2 separate regions of the Rattus norvegicus genome follow, and region 2 is linked to region 1. A link is a contact called in public Hi-C data. All regions are on one chromosome and are shown on one strand. Each heading gives the region's core, a stretch centred on a gene start, on an enhancer-like site or on the middle of the called end of the contact. The rest is flanking DNA. Distances are from core to core; before and after follow the strand shown. Region 1 overlaps Evi5l (ecotropic viral integration site 5-like). Region 2 holds the start of Elavl1 (ELAV like RNA binding protein 1).

Region 1 (4,518 bases), core at 1,013-3,512:
GAAGTCAGGAATGGCTCTGGATTGGCTGATTTGCATAGGAGAACATTCACTCACATACAGGCCAGTCCTATTGTCAATAACTGCCTAGCCCTAGGAAGAACACCCCAGTCCCTCCATACCTCCAGAGTATATACAGCTGTCAAAAGTATCCTAAAAGCATCTCAGCATGTGGAAGGCTAGAGCGGGAACATCAAGAGGGTGAGCCAGCCTGAGCTTTGTAGCCAGATCCTGTTTTAAAATACAGGGCTGGACTTATCCATGGTAGAGCACTCACAGGCCCCTAAACTCAATCCCCATTTCAAAAACTAGTTAACGGAAGGATGCTGGAGAGAAGTCGTAGTGGTTAACAGCCCTAGCTAATTGCTGCTCCAGAAGACCCGGGCTCAATTCCCAATATTCACATGGCCGTTTGTAACTCCAGTTCCAGGGGACTGGATGCCCTCTTCTGACTTTGGGGCACCACGCACATAGTGGTACTTAGATACAGACAAAAACACCTAGAATACAAACAAAATAAAATATTTAAAAATAAGAATGACAGGGGCTGGAGAGATGGCTCAGCGGTTAAGAGCATCTGACTGCTCTTCCAGAGGTCATGAGTTCAATTCCCAGCAACCACATGGTGGCTCACAACCATCTGTAAAGAGATCTGATGCCCTCTTCTGGTGTATCTGAAGACAGCTACAGTGTACTTATATATAATAAATGAATAAATCTTTTAAAAAAAATAAGAATGACAGGCAGTGGTGGTACCTGTTTTTAATCTCAGCTCTCAGGAAGCAGATGCAGGTGAATCTCTGAGTTTGAAGCCAGCCTGGTTAAGTGAGTGAGTTCCAGGACAGCCAGGGCTATGAAGAGAAACCCTGTCTCAAAAAAATCAAAATAATAAGAAGAAGAGTTATTAATTAAAGAGGAAGAAGGAGGGGAGATAGCTTAATCTTTAAAATGCTTGAATGTGATCCCCAGAATCTGTCGTAAAAAGTAATTATACTCAGCATTTAATCCCAGCACTCAGAAGGCAGAGGCGGGTAGATTTCTGTGAGTTTGATGACAGCCAGGGCTACATAGGGAGTTCCAGGCCAGCCAGGGCTACATAGTAAGACCCTATCTAAAGCAAAAACAAACAAAAACCTCGTCAGGAAATTCCAGCAACAAGAGATAGGGACAGGCAGATCCCCAAGGCTCACTAGCCAGCCAACCTTGCCTAATTGGAGAGGTGCAAGTTCATGAAAGGCCTGTCTCAAAAATAAAACGGACTCCTTAACAGTATCAAAGGTTGGCCTCTTGCCTTCTCATGAATGTGCAAACACATGCATGTGCATACAGAGAAAGAAGAGAGAGGTGGAAGGAAGGAGAGAGAAGAGAGAGAAAGGGTGTGGTTAATACAACCCCAGTGTCCTGGGTATCTGTAAGTGCCCTCAGCAGAACTTGCATGGAACCCCTCTAGAGAGCATAGACCGTCCCTAAATGTGCTGTGCACAGTTGGTCTGAGAGTGAGCTCATAGAAATAAATACACACGTGGCCCAGTGCTTGGTACAGAAGAGGAACACAAATGACTTTCCAAGGGCCATGGCTCAGGGGGTTAGGTCACTGGCCAAGATCACTTAGCAAGAAAGGCAGCATGGGAGCTAAAGATAGGACTCAGCAGTCAAGAGCACTTGGGTCCCTCAGAGGACCCAGGTTCAGTTCCCAGCACCCATATGGGGTGGCTCACAACCACTCCAGCACCAGGACATCCAGCGCCCCCTTCTGGCTTCCACGTGTACCATCACGCACATGGCATACACTTGTAGAGATAACAGTTTTTAAAGAAAGGAAAGCAGGCAGTGTGGATCTAGTCTCTGAGGTCAGGTGCTTGAGAGGGCCCCTGTGACTAGGAGCCATGGGAATTGTCTGGCCTCCCCTCTCCTACTCTTCTTGCCTAGGCTCCTGGAAGCCGACTCCAAGTCCATGCGCTCCATGAATGGCTCCCGGAGGAACAGCGGCTCCTCCCTGGTATCCAGCTCCTCCGCCTCCTCCAACCTGAGCCACCTGGAGGAGGACACATGGATTCTCTGGGGCCGGATTGCCAACGAGTGGGAGGAATGGCGGCGCAGAAAGGAAAAGCTACTCAAGGTGGCCTGAGGCAGATGTGGGATGGGCATGAGTCTGGCCAGCCTGGTCATTTGTCCACCAGCCAGGGCCAAAGTGCAGATGAACAGATCGAACTTGGGAATGGAAGGGGGTGAGAGAGAGGTCCCTGTGCCTGCTTGCTGTATGCTCTGATGCAATGGTACCTGTACCTATGACCCTATACTCAGGACACTGAGGCAAGAGGCTCAGTGTGGACTGCATAGTCAAACTTCATGCAAAGAGCGAAGGGCTTGCTTAAAAAGAAGGTGGGGGCTAAGAAAATACCTGTCTGTAAAGTGCTTGCTGCATAAAATTGAAGATCTAAGGTCCATCCTCGGCACCTATAAAAAGCTGAGCATGCTGGCACACGCTTGCAATGCCAGCACCGTGGAGGCAGAGACAGGCAGATTCCTGTGGGAACTCCTAGCCAATCAGCTTAGCCCTGTGGGCAGCCACAGTAAAGAGACCCTATCTCAAAGTACATGTGGATAGGTCAGCAAGATAGCTCAGCAAATAAGGGCACTTGCTGTCAAGACTGGCAACCTGAGTTTTCTCCACATGTATAAGAGATTCGACTCCTTCAAATGCAGGTGCAAGTTGTCCTCTGTTACATACAGCCTACACACACACACACACACACACACACACACACACACGTTAAATAATTTAATGCAGTTAAAATATAACAAAACAAAAACAAGCAACAACAAAATCCAAGGTGGACGCCTCTGAAGAATGACAACTAAGGCTGACCTATGACCTCCATATATACACATATATCTGTGCGCATGTGCGTGTGTGTGTGTGTGCATGAATATTCATACACACACACACACACACACACACACACACACACACACAAAGCATGAGAATTGGGATCATAGCTTAGTGGTGGAGGAGTCGCTGAAGGATGGGGAGCCCCCAGTCAGCACGTGACTAGCTAAAAGCACAGTGACTCAGATGTCCTCTACCATCCTAAAAGCAAGTGTAAGCCATGCCTGAGGTGCTGGACTGGGTTGGCCTTGGGATGGCTGCGGTACATGAGGCAGACTGCAGCCTGAGCCTCCCTCCCCACCTCTCCCCACCCATGGCAGGAGCTGATCCGAAAGGGCATCCCACACCACTTCCGGGCCATCGTTTGGCAGCTCCTGTGCAGTGCCACAGATATGCCCGTCAAAAACCAGTACTCCGAGCTCCTCAAGATGTCCTCACCATGTGAGAAGCTGATCCGAAGGGACATTGCCCGCACCTATCCAGAGCATGAGTTCTTCAAAGGCCAGGACAGCCTGGGCCAGGAAGTCCTCTTCAATGTCATGAAGGTGAGGCCCCAGTAATGGCTCCAGCCACCTTAGGAACAATCCCCACTTAAGATGGCTGCAGAGAGGCTGGTGGGAATCCTGTGTTCACTCAGCCTCCTTCCCTTCTAGGCATACTCCCTGGTTGATCGGGAGGTTGGATATTGCCAAGGCAGTGCCTTCATTGTGGGCTTACTCCTCATGCAGGTAAGTTGCCCTGGCTCCATCCCCAAGATGTACATAAGAGCATTCCCTGAATGTAGTGACCTGCTAGGGCCAGATACTTTACCGTGCAGGACAGGAACAGGGCTTAAGGAGCGTTGGGGGGGTTGGGGATTTAGCTCAGCGGTAGAGCGCTTGCCTAGCAAGCGCAAGGCCCTGGGTTCGATCCCCAGCTCCGAAAAAAAGAAAAGAAAAAAAAAAAAAAGGAGCGTTGGGACAGGGAAGAACCACAGGCTAACGATTTAGGGGGTTATAGAGGTTTACAGGGAAACCAGAAGAAACCAGAAGAAACCTCCAGAGAAACCAGAAGACTTAGGGAGAAAAGAGATAGCTAGGTGTGAACAGGTATGTCTCAATCAGGGAGATGAGACTGAGGCACTAGAAAGGTTTAAGTACAGCTCCATTGTTTCCCATTAGTGGCCCTCAGCAAATAACTTCAGCCACAGGTCTTCCATCACTGAATAGTATTGACCATATTTATGGTTTGTAGGATGGGTCCCAGTAGCCAGGTACAATTACAATAAATATAAATGGAACAGAAACATGCCCCTGTGTAACACTGTCCAGAGCCCAAGCATGGCTTCCCATTCACACATACACTCACACACATTGCTGGTCCCTCCAGATGCCTGAGGAAGAGGCCTTCTGTGTGTTTGTGCGGCTGATGCAGGAGTACCGGCTACGGGAGCTCTTCAAGCCCAGCATGGCCGAGCTGGGACTCTGTATCTACCAGTTTGAATACATGCTGCAGGTAAGCAGGCCAGGGATGACCACCCTGAGGTTATCTCCAGAACACCCCTAAACTGGAAATTCTAGACCTAAGAAATTACCCTTGGGAGCTGAGACTATGGCTCAGTTGGTAGGATCTTTGCCCATCATGCACAAAGT
Region 2 (4,518 bases), core at 535-3,034, 150 kb after region 1:
CAGTGTTTCAACCAGAAACATTTTCTATTTCTCTCAGCTTCTTCACAGAGAAGTCACAGCATTAGATTTGTGTGTTTTGTTTGCATATATGTATGGGATCCTCTGGAACGGGAGTTTTGGATGGTTGTGAGCCATGATGTTGTGAGCTAGGAACTGAACGCAGGTCCTCTACAAGAGCAACAAGTGCTTCTGTCCATGGAGCTACCTCTCCAGCCTCACAGCATTGTCAAAACCAGATCTCAACAGTTTTGCACTCACCAGTTAAAAGGCAGTATGTTGGAGGTATCTTAATGCTTTCAAACCCTGCACTGGCCTCAGTGTACGAGATTATCCTAAATTTCACTTTTTTCTCTAAAATGGATATCATAACACATACCTTAGGGACTGGAGACAGGCCCACGAAGTATTAACACATGGTAGTTTGTTGAAAGATTGTGGTGATTATTTGTAACTGCAAGTACTCCATGTGTGGCGTGCACAATACTTTTACCCTGCTACTTTACAGGCAATTGAATACAGCTTACTCGAGATCTTAGGAGCTTCACCCAGATTATCAGAAATAGGGCCGGAAGAACTTTTCAGGAAGATTGCTTAAGAATTTCTCACCTCTGTGTATGTGTACGTGTTTTGGTGGTGGGTAGAATGAGAGAAAGGCCCTAACAACCAATGCCTCAATGTGGTTTTGGTACTCACAACTGAAAAAAGTAGGAGGCAAAGATGCTAACATTCAGTGGGCAGAGAAGCCAGGCATGCTATCCAACTTTCTACAATGCATAGAGCAGCCAGACCCCCACAACCAACCATTATCTGACTCTAACTGCCTATAACAAGGGGGTTAAGAAAGCTTTCTCTAACATCCGATCTTGCCCCTTCTAGAGCTCTGGCCAGCGGTGTCCCACACGAACACTTCCGACAATGGAAGCTCTGTCTAGTGCAAAAAAGTTCTCCACCGGCCCTGCACATAGTAGGTGTCAAAACCCATTCTGACATGCTTTAGCAGCAGAAGACGAGAAAAGGAAGACCCGTCGTCACTCCCCATTGTTCAACAGCATGCAATTGGTCTTTTCAATATTTACACATTATTTTACAAATGAACAGCTTTGTTAGAGATGGCGATCAAGGAAAAAATTTCCTTTCTCTTCTAGGACTTCCACACATACAGAAGAAAGGTTTGCACACTTCTAAAAGGACCTCACGACCCATCACGGTGTATCCTGAAAATAGTCCACAAAAGAAATCTATAGGATTTCTCGAAGGAGCAAGTCTGTGGGCCGTGACCTCTGGCGCCCAAGGCCCTCGCTCCACTCTTCCACCCCCGGATCACCGGGCCTCCGAGATCAACTATCTGGGGCCCCCAAGCCTCGGAGCCCGGCCCCCCAAAGCGCGTGCCCACGCCGTGTCCTTCTCCCGCCTCTCTCGCGGGAGCCCAGAGAGGAATCTGCCCGGGGGTAGGCTTGTCGCCAATCTGAATCAAACAGAGTCGGTTCTCACTCGCCTAGCCGCGGCCCACACGCGCGTCTCCATAACCAGGCCTACCGCGGCCTGGGGCCTTCGGCCGGTGCAGGCCCGGCGGACGCCCGCGGGGCTAGGCGAGCTCAGGCCCTGGCGCGGCCTACTCTTTCGGAAGTCGCCGAAGCCTCTGGCCTCACCTGAACACGGGCGGGAAGGCCCGGGACTCTGCTCCGGGGCGGGCGGCGCGGTGATAACGGCTCCGCACGGCCTCGGTAGCGGTGGTGGCGGCGGCAGAGCGGTAGCGGCGACGGCGACGGCGACGGCGACGGCTGCGGCTCCTCCTCAGCGCGCACGACCCGCTCCCCGGCCCCGCGGCCCAGACACGCCCCCTCCCCAGCGCGCTCTACTATTGGTTAATGTTTTTGAAGAACCGATCCTCATTGGTTGGCATGGCTGTCGCGGTACTCGGGAGCGCGCGGCGGAGGTGGGACTTCCTGTCGGCGTCGTCCGCGGTGGGACCAGGGCGCCCAGTGGAGTGGCAGAGTAGCTATCGGTGGCCGCGGAGGGGGCGAGTTGGAGCCTGGCCCGCAGTGGACGCCAACTGGACATCAAGGCCAAAGAGTGGCGCTTTTTATAGAACGCACTTCGTGTGGTCCTCACAATGCGTGATGTGCTGCCGCTCACTTCCGAAGTAAGCAAGGTGGTCATCGGGAGCCCAGGCTAGGAGGACAGGATCCTCGATTCGAATCCCGGCCCGGACATTTCCGGTCTGCCTGCGGTTGAACACTGGCTGACGTCACTTCTCCTGGCCTCAGTTTCCTTAACTGGTGGAGCGGGGTAAAGGATGTGGGCAGCATGGGCAGCTTCTGGGAATCTAACGTTAAAATTTCTTGGTTTTAAGATTTTTCTTAATGTGTATGCATGGGTTCAACCTGCGTGTCTGTGCACCACGTGCGTGTAGTGCATATGGAAATCAAAGAGAATGTCGGACCCTTCCCGACTAGTATTAATAGACTGCTGTTAACTGCATTTGGGTGCGGAGAACTGAACCCATGTCCTCTGGAAGAGCAGCCGATGCTCTTAATTTCTGGGCCATCTTTCCAAGACCCATCTCCTTCGAAATTTTAAATGCCCACAAACATAGTAGTAGAGTGTGCCAACCAGTCGGGCAGTGAGCAGCCTGTCTCTTTTTGGGAGCTGTTGTTCTGGGCTAGTGCTATCAGACACGTATATGCCAGCCTGTTTGATTTAAAAAGTCGTCTCTGCCTCTTTCCGATTTTTTTTTTTTTTTTTTTTTTTTTTTTTTAGCATGTTTGTTTTCTTTTAGTCAGGATCTTCCTGAGTAGTCCTGGCTTGGAACTTCTAAACCAGGTTGATCATTGATCCGCCTGCCTCTGCTTCCTGGGTGCTGGCTTTAAAGGTGATGTGTATGTTTTGAGACAGTGTCTCATATAATCCAGGTTGTGTGTCAGTGAAACGATCCTTATGCTTCCATCTCCCAGGTTCTAGAGTTACAGGCCTGCAACACAGCAGCTGGCTATAGGTAACCTTTTAAAGACAGTTTCATGGGATTCGAAAAAATGTTATGTTTTAATATTTTGTATTATGTCTGTATTATTTGTATGTATGTTTGTGTTTTTAAAGGATGGTGTTTATGTGTATATAATATGTATATATTATAATATGTATGTGTTTGTGTGAGCATATATGTGAAAATCAAAGGATTCATTGCAGGAGTCAAGTTTTCCAACATAAGGAACCTGGGGGTGGTGTTCTTTTTTTTTTTTTTTTTTTCTGGAGCTGGGGACCGAACCCAGGGCCTTGCGCTTCCTAGGCAAGCGCTCTACCACTGAGCTAAATCCCCAACCAATGTTCTTTTTTTAAATTAATTTATTCGCTTAACATCCTGATTGCTGCCCCAACTCTTGGTCCCCCTCTCACAGAGTTCCCCCTTCCCAAATCCTTCTCTAAGGAGGTGGAGTCCCCCATCCCCATAACCCCCTCACCCTGGCACATGGAGTCTCTGCAGGGATAGGCACATCCTCTCTCATTAAGGCTAGACAAGGCAGCGATTATGGGAGCATATTCTGCCCCCTGTAACATTTTTTTTTTTTGGTTCTTTTTTTTTTTTTTTTCCCGGAGCTGGGGACCGACCCCTGTAACATTCTTGATCAGCTTTGTACAGTAAAACTTTTAAGGAAGCCACAAAGTTGTTGCTATATGGCAACTTAAATTTTGAAAATTATGTATGAACTCAGGAGATAAGTAGAAGGGTCAGAAGTTCATGAGCAGGATGAAAAGGTGGCACAGCAGTTATGAATAGTCACAACTTTGCAGAGGACCATGATTGAATTGAATTCCCATCAACCCATCTATTGACTCACAACTACCTTTAACTCCATCACTAGGGATATAACGCCCTCTTCTGTCCTCTGGGGCACTGCACTCACATATACAAATCCATATGCAGACATACATATACATACGTAATTTAGAAATAAAAATACAATCTTCCCTTAAAATGTTCATTCTTGACTCTGTAGCAAATTGAAGACCAGCCTCAACTACATGTGACCCTATTTTTTAAAAAGTAAGTTATTAGTTGAAGGTAAAAAATAACGGGTCTGCAAGATGGCTCAGCAGGATGAGGCACTGCCGCTGGACTTCACTCTCCAGGACCCACGTGGTAGAGAGAACGGGCTCTGCAAATTGTCCGGCCTTGTTGAGCCTCTTTAGGAGAAGATGTGCCTCTTGCTTTCATATCCACACATTGGCACACATACTATTTTTTTATTGTAAACCCCAGATATTTTTAATAGTTTTATTTAACCATATTTCAACATATGATCAGAGTTTAAAGTTATGAGATCTTTTGCCAGGAGGTGGTGATGCACACCTTTATGAGGCAGATTTGAGGCCAGCATGGTCTACAGAGCAAGTTCTAGGACAGCCAAGGCTATATAGAGAAACCCTATCTAAAAAAAGAAAAAAAAAAAACAAAACTATGAGATCTTTTATATTCTGTGTTTTTCTTCCATTTGTTTTTGAAATCTAGTGTACATTTTA

Evidence for each region. Hi-C and Micro-C count contacts between places; a contact is called where the count stands out from the background.
Region 2: a Hi-C map of liver shows a contact between it and region 1, with 2.1 times the contacts expected there. The contact joins the promoter of Elavl1 here to the enhancer-like site in region 1. A contact is called at or near these places in 7 of 12 Hi-C or Micro-C datasets (Schwann cells, frontal cortex, hepatocytes and 3 more).

Annotation. Positions count from the first base shown.
Region 1 is chr12:7,333,834-7,338,351 of GRCr8, forward strand. Evi5l (ecotropic viral integration site 5-like) reads left to right here. Exons shown (of 19, transcript XM_039089908.2): 3 at 1,927-2,116; 4 at 3,208-3,432; 5 at 3,541-3,615; 6 at 4,256-4,381. Among named protein-coding and RNA genes, the nearest start is that of Evi5l, 19 kb to the left of the region's middle. Within about 2 kb of position 2,263, at least 3 of the 93 cell types and tissues checked have an H3K27ac peak or open chromatin away from gene starts, as enhancers often do. A contact at or near this core is called in hepatocytes and liver, where this site is marked.
Region 2 is chr12:7,480,841-7,485,358 of GRCr8, forward strand. It overlaps Elavl1 (ELAV like RNA binding protein 1), which reads right to left and starts at 1,785. Exons shown (of 6, transcript NM_001108848.1): 1 at 1,650-1,785. It overlaps LOC102552452, which reads left to right. Exons shown (of 6, transcript XM_063271845.1): 1 at 1-2,143; 2 at 4,508-4,518. The coding sequence starts at 1,091. The coding sequence ends at 1,999.